2 separate regions of the Capra hircus genome follow, and region 1 is linked to region 2. A link is a contact called in public Hi-C data. All regions are on one chromosome and are shown on one strand. The core of a region is the stretch at or near the end of the contact, and the rest is flanking DNA. Distances in the headings are between cores, read along the strand shown. Region 1 holds the start of FAM134A (protein FAM134A). Region 2 overlaps DNAJB2 (dnaJ homolog subfamily B member 2).

Region 1 (5,208 bases), core at 558-3,057, 100 kb before region 2:
CAGGGCTAGTGGGGCCCGTGCCCCACCCAGCCCCGCATTCTCTGGATTGTTTGCTAGTGGCTCTCTGTCCACAGGGGGTGGAGTCCTCCTCACCGAGGGCTCTGGAGGAGAAGTTCTCCAAGAAGGGGCCGGGCTGGTTACCTCCTACCCCATTCCTGTACCCCGCGGCTCTCCCCATGGGCCCAAGGAGCCAGGGCCTCGAGTAGGCACGGGTCGAGCGACTACCGCCTAGTTTCCCAGCAGAGCCATCAGGCGAGCTCGCAGCCCCGCTCGGGCTCCGGTGAGGGGCGCGGAGGGAGTGCCCGCGGTCGCGGCTCCAAGCGCTGGGAGGCTAGGGAGGCGGCGGGCCGCGAGCTCACCGTGAAGTCCTGGAAGCCGGTAAGGGAGAAGGTGCCTTCTTCGTCCAGCAGGAGCCCGGCCAGGTCCATCGCGCCGCCAGCCACTGTCCTACGAAGGGAAGGGAACGAGTTCTAAAGGGGCCGCGGAGCCGTCCCTGCCCGCCTGCCCACCTGTCCGCCGGGCTCCCTCCCGCGGGCCGCCGCCCTTGCCGGTGCAGCCCCCTCCCCTCGCGCCAGCCGCGGCAGGCGGGGCCGGGCAGCAGAGCCTCTTCCTGTTCCGCTCCGGGCGGGGCTCCCGGCTCCGGGTTCTGGGCTCCCGACTCGGGGCGTGGAGCTCCAGGGCCCGGGCGCCCACCTCACCGAGTAGAGAGGAGTCCTGGCTTCGAGGCGCGTGCTGTGCCTTTGCCGCGCCGCGCGTCTGCCCGGTGTTTACAAGCCGCGGGGGCGTCGCGGGCTAAGTCAGCGCCGGGCACTTCCTGCGGCCAGTTGGGCCGAGCCGCCGGCTTCGACCGCTGGGAAGGAGCTGGGCTAGAATTCCTGATATCGCTGAGCCCCAGCGTGTCTGAGAAATTGGGACAATTCCTAGGGGACCGTGGCACACTTGAGGACGAGCGAGCCCGGCTGACCTTTTCGTGCCGGTGTAGATATAAATGTAAATAAAGACTCGGGACAGGGAGTTGCTCGCAATTGTTTTCTTTTAAAGGGGAGATGTATGCACACACAGAACATTATACACTTAAAAAATAAAATCAGCAAGAGTACAAAAATTTTAACTGGTGAATTGTGTACAAAGTAGCAAGGGCACTGATTTTTGGCTATATATTTTGTAGGATTATTGCCGAGATTAAATGTTCTTGAGGGAACACGATAACACCACGCTTGTTACGTTGGAAACCTCAATAAGTGGTGTTAACGCCCCCGCCAAGAGTAAATAGCACCTAAACAGAGTTTTAGACTTCGAGACCCCAATAGCTCGCTTAAGGTATTGGAAGGAGTTCCGATGCGTGAAAGGAGGGAGAGTTTACAGAAAGTTGAGACGGAAACAACTTTTCTGTTTTTGAGCCGATCGAGTCACGCGCTGGTGTTTATTTGCTGAGAGGGAACTGGGAGGACCAGTGCGTCGAGGGTTGAGTAAAGGGACGGCCGCCGTCCTAACCAGAGCAGAAAGATCCCACGGGGGCATCTGAAAGCTGACTTCCTGCCGCTTCGGGCTGCCTCACACCAGGAATCCAGGCCAGGACCGGCCTCCCTAGCCGCCCTGCCCACACAGGGGGAAGAAAACTGGCTGGAGTGGGCAAAAGCGGAGATACAGCCCCTCTGTCAGGAAGAGGGAGACACCGCCCAGCGCCGCCAAGACACACACCTGCGTAGGAGCAGGGTCAGCGGCAACCCCCTGCGCGCAGGCGCCGGTCACCCTATCCGGGCGGTTAGGGCACATCACGTGCCGGGCTCGTCGCTCCGCCGTCACGTGACGCCCGTCCGCGGCCTGGGCGGCCCTCTCCGCGGTGTGCGCCCCCTTCCGCCTGACGCGCCCCAGGCGGCGGCCGCGCAGCCCTGGCTCCTCGCGGGCTCGGGCGGCGGCTGCGGCGGGGCTATGGCGAGTGGCGGTGGCGCCGGCAACACCGGCACTGGTGGGGGCCCGGGGCTGGGCCTGACCCTGGGCCTGGGCCTCGGCATGGGTGAGGCCACCGGCGAGGCGGAGGAGGAGGCGGCCACGGCCGAGGCGGTGGGACGCCTCGCCACGACGCTGTGGCTGCGGCTCCGCGGCTGGGAGGCGGTGTTGGCCGCAGCGCAGCGGCTGCTGGTGTGGGAGAAGCCGCTGCACAGCCTAGTCACGGCGGCCGCGCTCAACGGCCTCTTCTGGTAACGGCCGGGGAGGAGGGGGCGGGGCCGGGCAGCGCGCGAGAGCGGGGGCGGGCGAGCCCGGAGTACCGTTCCCCTTTCTGGGGAAGACGCTTGTCCTGGAGGGCTGGTCCACCTCCTGCTGTTTAAAGATCGTTGTCAGCCTGGGTTGCCCCTTTCCTCTGTCTTCTGGTGTCGAATTCGGCCTGAAGGTTCCCATTCCCCGATCAGTGGGCTCTTTTCGGCCTTTCGCGATGGGTGTAGGAGCCTCTCTCACCCACTCACCGCTGAGTGCCTGTCTCTCCCGAAGGTTGCTGTCTTCGTCCTCCCTACGGCCCTTCTTCCTACTCAGCATCTCACTTTTGGCCTATTTTCTGCTGGATTTGTGGCAGCCTCGCTTCCTCCCTGACATCTCTGGTGAGTGTGACTTCATTCAGCAAGCCCCAGTGAGCACTTGTTTTGTGCCTGACCCACCCGGCTTCGGTTGAATGGTGAGACACATGTACCGCAGGCCACCTGCCTCCCAAAGCATGACTGCTTTCTTCCCCAGATGGGAAATAAATTTCCCCTTTCTCAAAATTCATGTTATTGTGTGGTTGTTCAGTCGCTAAATCGTGTCTGATTCTTATCCATTGAGTGGTGATGCTGTCTAACCATCCCATCCTCTGCCGCCCTCTTCTCCTCCTGACTTCAGTCTTTATTGTGTGTAGTAGTAGTAAAGATTGTGGACTCCACATCCACATTGCCTGGGTTCCATTGCCTGCTTCCCGTTTACCCTGTACGTGACCTTATAAAAGTCACTCGATCTCCAGTTTCATAAGGAGGAGGATATTCTTGAATTTATAAATACACTTCATATGCTTATTGTAGAACTTCACATATGGTGGGAATATTAGTTCTTACCAGGGTTTTCTTGTCCACATGTTTACTTAATAGACAGTTTAGAGAACTGGGTGCCAGGTTTGTGAGCTGTTTGGGGTGTATGTACATGTGAATGTGAATAAGATGGGGTTCCTATTGTTGAAAAGGGTAAAGCCTGAGGAAGGAGACATACAAACAACATAACAATGTAATACTTCCTGCAAATGGCATTTGGAGAAAGCACTTTGGGACTGCAGAGGAAGGGCAACTGTTTCTGGCTTGGGGAGTATTTCCCAGAGCTCTGCCCCTCAGTAATTTGTCTCCCTTCCCTCTCTATAGCATCATCCCCGGAGGAGCCACACTCTGACAGGTGAGTGCAGACCACCCCTTGAAGAACAGACAAATGTCCAAACCCTGTCTTGCTTTGGTGCCAGTGTCACCGCCACGGTGCAGAGCAATACGGAGTTTCTGCAGGCACAGCCCTCAGCATAGTGGATGCACTGTAGCAAGCTTGGTCCCGGGTTCTTGTGTAGGTGTTTGTGTGCCTGCTGTTTTCAGGGCAAAGGGTTGGGAGCCCCGGGCTTTATTTCCCAGGTCCCAGACAGCCTCCCTTTGGGAGGCAGGGTTGTCCACTTTCTTAGAGTACAGAGCTCATGGGCATTCTCAGAGGGATTTGAGTGCCTAGGAAGCTGGTGTCTGAGGCCTCCAGGGGTCATATCATGTCTCCCCAGTGAGGGTGCGGGGTCAGGAGCCCGGCCGCACCTGCTGAGTGTGCCCGAGTTGTGCAGATACCTGGCTGAGAGCTGGCTCACCTTCCAGATTCATCTGCAGGAGCTGCTGCAGTACAAGAGGCAGAATCCAGCTCAGGTAACCTCCCCCTCATCACACAACAGTGCTCTACCCGGTGGAGAAATGGAGGTGGGGATGGGGAGGAGTGACTCAAACTCCTTGACTGGAGATGAAGGATAAGGCCTGGGGCCTTCTTGAGGCAAAATTTACTGCTAGTAGCCTGATACAAGAGGCAGAGTAAGCTTTTGGTGTCCTGACACTATTTCTTGCCAAGAGAGACCAAGTTTGAATTATAGGTGTTTGGCTAATGTCAGTTGCAAACTTCCTGAATCGATGATCCTGGACATCCTCTTGACTAAACTGGATCACTGCGTTCTTAGAGGACATGCCCTTCCTTCCACCAGTGGAGCAATAATATTTCTTTCCCCGGATAAGTGGAGCACATACCTCAGTCTCCTGTTCTTAGACCCTGTGCTCTTCTCCGCAGTTCTGCGCGCGTGTCTGCTCTGGCTGTGCTGTGCTGGCTGTGCTGGGACACTATGTGCCAGGGATTATGATTTCCTACATTGTCTGTGAGTAGTATCTGGCCCCTGCCCTTTCCAAAGCCCTTTCTTTGTCTTCTTTTCTTGGACTGACCCAAGGGGGGTTGTTGCACTCTCTTTGCCCATTTACCCATTTACAGAGATCTTCAGGAGGATGCTGTGGGATAAGTGGAAGGAGGGCAGTGGATGTGGAAGGGACAGCCTCAGGAAGGGACTTTGTCTCCTTCAGCCTTTCCTATTTAGGCATCAGTTGAATGAGGGCTCTTAGGTAATAGGCATAGGGAGCTCTGAGTGGACTCTCTGACCCTCAGTGCTGAGTATCCTGCTATGGCCCCTGGTGGTGTATCATGAACTGATCCAGAGGATGTACACGCGCCTGGAGCCCCTCCTTATGCAGCTGGACTACAGCATGAAGGCAGAAGCTGATGCCCTGCATCACAAACACGACAAGAGGAGTAAGGGGATCCCATGACCCAGGAGGGGAAGGCGGGGAGGACCTTGGTTTGAAGCTTGTGAAATGCCCTGGGATTTAGATAGTCTCCAGATACCTGTGGCTATGTTTGTCCCCCATCTCTGTTCCTGCTTGGTCACTGCCCTGCTGTTGTTCTCCAGAGCGGCAGGGGAAGAATGCACCGCCCGGAGGTGATGAGCCACTGGCGGAGACAGAGAGTGAGAGCGAGGCAGAACTGGCTGGCTTCTCCCCGGTGGTGAGGTCCAGGGGTCCAGGGGCGATGGGCTGTCGAGTATAGGGCTGGGGGAAAATCTGCTTTAGAGCAGCCACCTCTCAAGGGGATGGGAGTCGGTGGCAGGGCAGGGATGTTCCTGGAAATGGGCTC
Region 2 (5,629 bases), core at 1,068-3,567:
CCAGACTGGCAGGATCAGAGATGGTGATCTGGGGGAAGGGGTGGGGGTGCCGGGACACAGAATCATGGGTTCTCAGAGGGCCCGCTAGCCACCATTGTCATGAGTTGGGATGCCTGGAGTTTGCAGAGCACGTGACTAGTTTCAAAGCCCTTGCACACACACCACCATATCCCCAGTATTCTTACAAGAACCAGGGGAAAGCAGGGCAGTTTGCACTCGCCCTACATTTGATTTGCAGGGACGGACCCTGAGCATAGCTAAACGGTCCTAACTCCTGGGTAGCCCCACGCCCAGGGCTTTGACCTACTTAGTGAAGGGTGAAGCCAGGAATGATACTACAGGATGCAGGGTTCCTGGGGCTGACCTCTTCTTCCCACAATGCCACGCGGTACAGGATGGTCACCCTTTGGTGCCCGCTGACCCTGGGAGCTCTGTGTGCTAATAAGGACACTTCGTAAGCTGTCTTATTTAATCACTGGAACCATTTGACAGTGTAGGCACTCTTGTCATTCCCATTTTATGGATGAGGAAAGGGAGGCTTAGGGAGATTGAGTAATTTGTCCAAAGAGACAGCTTGTACTTGCTGAAGCTGAATAACTGGCCATGCTCATAACCATGTAGGTTTCAAAATGCATGCACCCCCACTTCCAAAGGAGGGGCTGAGAGTGGCTAGAGTGCATGAGGCCACCTGGCAGGCTTCCCGAGGCCTGGATCAAAGGGCCTCATGGTGGCCGTGACTCCTGCAGGTATCCCAGACGACCTGGCCCTGGGCTTGGAGCTGAGCCGTCGTGAGCAGCAGCAGTCTGTCACCTCCAGGTCAGGGGCCACGCAGGTCCGGCAGACCCCTGTGTCACGACCCCTCGATGGCAGCCTCTCTGAGGAGGATGAGGACCTGCAGCTTGCCATGGCCTACAGCCTGTCAGAGATGGAGGCATCTGGGAAGAAACCGGCAGGTGGGCGGGGGGCACAGCGACGACGGCAGGGGCAGCCCAAGACCCAGAACCACGATCCAGGCGTGCGGGAGCCCCATGAGGGTGCAAGGGGTGACACAGCCAAGCCCAGCCCCTCTCCGGAGGAGAAGGCCACTCGCTGCCTCATCCTCTGATCACCAGGCCCAGCCCACCCGATTCGGGGGGACTGGGAGTCCTGGTCAGAGAAGGGCATGGCCTGAGTTGCAGGAGCCCCTCTCCACCTCGGCGCTCCCTCCCCAGGTCCACCCCTCCCTCCAGTGTGGATTTGCTGTGCTCAGCCCACGGCTGATGGGTCCCTGGTGAAGTCCAGCGTGGGGGGACCTCAGGGCAGCGGGAGGGCCTGAGGAGCCAGGATGAACTTAATTCTTATTAGACGGGGAGTTTCTAAGGGGCATTAGTGGCTTGGGTTGGGCCTTTCATGCCCAGGCCTTCTGCCACCTGTGTTGCTGAATGATGTCAAGGAAGGAGGACTTGGCCTGAGGTTCTCTGAGCCAGAGTGGGCAGCCACAGCTCTCCTGGTCGGCTGCAGACACCCCCACCCCGGTTTCCGTGCGCAGTGTTGAGCTCTGATGTCTCTGTTGCTTCCCTCCTGGTGCTGCTTCTCCTCCCTCGCACTCTTCTCTCTGCAATTCCCCGCGGGCTACATCGCTTGCTTTCACTGCCTCCTGCCTGGCTGGGACTCCCTTCTTCCTTTTCCCCAGAAAGCCTCTTTGTGGCGAGGAAGATGCTGTGGCCCGTAGGGCCATAAGGTCTTCCGGGGAGGCTAGCTGGGTGGGGCGGGAGCCTCTCGGCCCGTCCAGATTCAGAACCGGAGCCTACTCCTCCTCCCTTCCTCTTGCTGCCTCAGCCTGCCCCCAGCCTCCGGACTAGCCAGAGGTGAGGCCGGCTAACCCTGGAGAGGGGGGATAGGGCCAGGGTGCCCCAGGAGGGAGGTCTAGGAGGGACCGCATCCCATCCTCCCGCACCATGCATCAGGGCTCAGGGAGAGGCCACAGGGCTAGCCCAGGGCTGCATGCTTAGCTCTGCCCTCCACGGCTTGCGGCTGATCCTCTCTCCTGTCACCCCACCCCCGCTCTCTCCCCAGATGTGTTCTGAGCTGGATGTCCGGGACCCAGAGTTGCTGCACAGTTCCAACAGGACAGCGCCCAACCCTGTGCACTGGGAGGGACCCTCCATCCCTCTCGCTCACCCGTGCTGAGCATAGAGCTGGGCCTGGGTGGTGGGCGGGGGCCGGGTGGGAGGTAGGCTTAGCCTGTAAATGCTTCCCAGGGTGTTTGGTGCTGTTTCCTGGGGACTACAAGTCCCAGAATGCAACGCACCTCGCCTCCTTTCTGTTAGATCATGCTTGGAGGAAGTGGTGCGCAGTTAACGGAGCTGTGCATCTTGGGATATGTAGTTCCAGCTCTGGTCGGCCTGTTAACTCGTCGTGAGATGGGGACATCTTGTCATTTGATTTGTCCCTGGCAGGGGTGGCAAGAATGTGGATGAAGGGGGAATGTGAGCTTCGTTTCCCCTGATACCTCTTGCTAGCGCTGGGGTTAGAGTGTACAAATCAAGGCCCCGAGGCATCTGGGAGAGGTTATTTTCCTGTGGGCAGTCCTGGGGTCTGAGAATGAGCCAGGGCGGATTGGCTGAGCAGGGCGTGGTCTCAAGAGGGCTGATGGGCATGGGCTGGTGAGAGCTTGGAAGGTGGAAGGCCACCCTAGCGCTCTGGGGTGTGTTGAGTGTGTGTGTGTGTGGCTGGAATCAGCGTGTGATGGGTGCTCCGGGCATGCCGCTGCTTGTATGGCTCCTTTGGCCTCTGACCCTGCTGCCCATTCTTTCTCTCCAACACCACAGAAACTGCCTCTCCTCCTCCCTCCCTGGGGAGCCCGGTGGCCGGGGAGGGAAGTGGTGGAGCTGGAGTGTTGCCAGCCCCTGTGCCATTGAGTCTCAGTGACCTATCAAAGCCAGCTGGGCTGAGCTCAGACCAAGAGGGAAACACTGGAAGTCAATAAAGCTGAGTTTCGAGAGCTTAGTGGTGTGCTGTGTCCTGTGTGCTTCCTTCCCGCCAGCCAACCCTGTGGGGCCAGCGGGTGACACACCTCCCTTTATTTCTCAGGCATCCAGAGGTCGCAAGCCTTCCCAGCTGACAGCAGAAGTCCCCTCTTTGACCAGGCGGCCCTCCCCTAATATGGTGTGGAATCCCAGGCTGTGCTCACATGCCTCACCTCTGGGGCCCCCCCCGGGCCCCCCCACCACCCCGCACTGGGCTTTCACAGGCAGCTATTGTTCTCCAAATGCAGGACCCCACCACCCAACTACTGCAGGGTCTGCAAGCACAGCTAGGACCAGAGCTGACTGGACTGAAACCTGAGGCCAACAGAAAGCCAGAAACGTGGTGAAACACCTCTAAAAACCTCCTCCTGAGGCCCAGAGACTAAGCACCACCTCCACAGGTCCTCTTAGCTTATGGCTAGCACCCAGGGTCAGAAGCCTGCCTCTCTCACATGGAGTAGCATAAGTCTGCCCCACGCAGGGTCCAGGGTCCAGGGAGGTGAAAACTAGGTACCTCTCCCATCCTGTCTCTTCAGACACCTGCAGAGAGGCCCTCCCAGCCACGGGACAAGCACTTTTCCATCATCTTGCAGGGCAGTGTGGTTCGCCTCCAACTCTCTCTTCCATTCGGGGGTAAGCACTGGGCTTCATCCTCAATAGCCAAAGGACCTATATTGTATTTTCCTCAAAACAAGGAAGCAGCATGCCCTGAAAGGAATTTCAAGCCTCCGTCTTGAGAGAGAGAGAGAGAGAATCTGTTGGAAGTTTCTGCCCACTTCCCGCCTTTACGATGACCAACAGTGGTGTTGAGCTGCAGCAGAGCACAGATGAGGGGTGGAGGGCCACAGGTCCACACACTGTCCCTTCATTCTCTGAGCAGGACAGGTGGTACTTGCCCATCTTTGATGTGGGGGCCTGAGCCTTGGGCTTCCCTGGAGACTCAGATGGTAAAGAATCTTGCCTGAAATGCAGGAGACACGGGTTTGATCCCTGGGTCAGGAAGATCCCCTGGAGAAGGAAATGGCAACCCACTCCAGTATTCTTGCCTGGAAAATCCCATGGACAGAGGAGCCTGGTGGGCTACAGTCCATGGGGGCGCAAAGAGCTGGAAAGGACTGAGTGACCAACACTTTCACTTTCTGAGCCTTGGCAAGGTGAGGTGGCCCTAATTAATTCCTGAGTAGCTCCAGGCTCAAGGCTCTTTTTGCCTCATTTCTATGTATACCACGGTTGTCCAAGGAACATGTGGATGGAGTCTCCTCAGGCCACACAGAGTGGGGGCATTCTGGGGGAATGGGGAGAAAGTGCCCTTTGCCCCCAGGTGAATGAATGTTGTGACATCTCACAGGCCTATCTGTGAGTCTTTACCAAAGTTTAGCTAATTCTGCTTAAGCTGTGGTGAGCACTTGGCCTGTATCACCTCATTTAGTCCTAACCTCCGTCCTGCGTGATGTATATTATTCCTGAGGCCAAAAGGTGCGAAGCTGCTGCCCTAGAACTAAGAGGGGATGCAGCAAAGAGGCTAAGCGTGCCTGTGTTGGAATCCCAATTCCACCACTTAACTAGTCGTGGTACCTCAGGCAAGTTCTGTGCAGTCTCTCTGTCTGTAAAATGGGGCTAATAATTGGTAGCATGTCCTGAAGATTAAACCAGTTAATGGTTATCAAGCACCTTGGAGGCTATCAGACATGTAGGAAGTACAGCATAAAAAACTACTGCCTGATTGTCATTTGCTTCCATGCAAGCCTTGGAGAGCCTGACTCCACCGCCCGGCTCTCCCGTTAATTGTCTGCATCTCCTGAAACGCAGCAGGGCCTGCTCCAGGCTGAGACTGGGGCTGAAGCTTGGAAGCAGAGCAGAGAAACGCATAGGAGGTCTGGGTTGCAGCTGCACACACGACACACTAACTTTATTCACATTGATACAAAAGTAGATTTTTCCAGAAATGTTCTCTTGTGCCAGGGGGAGCAAGTTGAGTGGCACGTGGCAGAAGGGTGGGGGGAGGGGGCGGGAGGGGGCAGGAGGGGCAAGGGCCACAGTGTGGGTCGTGGAGGCAGGACAGCGGGCAGCAGGGGCTAGGGGAGCAGGACGATCTGGGCATGGTGGCCCCTCTGCCCCATTCTAGCCACATTGGATGGCAGAGGGCATCCACACAGATATATTGGGAGCATCTAGAGTGGCAGGAAATGGGGGTCAGGGAACTTGGACAGGAGGAGATTGTGGGTAGAATTTGGTGCCCATGACTTTCCTCTCCTGACCGGCTGCCAGCTCCCCCAGGGGACACCGGGGGTTCCTGTATGCCCCATCTTGCTTCCCCTTCCTTACACGCTCCTCTTGGAAGGGCTGGACATGCCCAGGAGGGGCTGAGTTGGCGGGTGTGGCAGTGAGAGCGAGTGCACAGATAGATGCTCACGCAGGCAAGGAGGGGGTGGAGGCTGGGCTGCCCACCGAGGGGCCCCAGGGGTCTCACTGGGGCAAGGCCTTGAGGATGGCATTTACCTCCTCCGCCACAGCTGTCAGGGCAAACTCAAACTGGTCCTGGGGCAGGGTAGAGGGAGAAAGGTCATGGGGAGGCCCAGCCTTTGCTCCTGCCCTGGGATGGGTTGGGGGGGCTTTGGGGT

What was found. A called contact is a pair of places that touch in the nucleus more often than the background predicts.
Region 1: a contact with region 2 is called in a Hi-C map of blood, with 2.7 times the contacts expected there. The contact joins the promoter of FAM134A here to the enhancer-like site in region 2. A contact is called at or near these places in 3 of 5 Hi-C or Micro-C datasets (blood and liver).

What each region holds. Positions count from the first base shown.
Region 1 is chr2:28,679,793-28,685,000 of ARS1.2, reverse strand. It overlaps FAM134A (protein FAM134A), which reads left to right and starts at 1,807. Exons shown (of 9, transcript XM_018059231.1): 1 at 1,807-2,201; 2 at 2,491-2,597; 3 at 3,381-3,411; 4 at 3,861-3,908; 5 at 4,318-4,402; 6 at 4,684-4,827; 7 at 4,985-5,079. The coding sequence starts at 4,384. CNPPD1 (protein CNPPD1) reads right to left here and starts at 968. Exons shown (of 9, transcript XM_018059248.1): 1 at 699-968; 2 at 360-447. The coding sequence starts at 428.
Region 2 is chr2:28,575,164-28,580,792 of ARS1.2, reverse strand. DNAJB2 (dnaJ homolog subfamily B member 2) reads left to right here. Exons shown (of 7, transcript XM_018059009.1): 7 at 747-2,988. The coding sequence ends at 1,105. It overlaps PTPRN (receptor-type tyrosine-protein phosphatase-like N), which reads right to left. Exons shown (of 23, transcript XM_018058998.1): 23 at 4,890-5,546. The coding sequence ends at 5,475. Among named protein-coding and RNA genes, the nearest start is that of MIR153, 6.4 kb to the right of the region's middle. Within about 2 kb of position 2,317, at least 5 of the 5 cell types and tissues checked have an H3K27ac peak or open chromatin away from gene starts, as enhancers often do.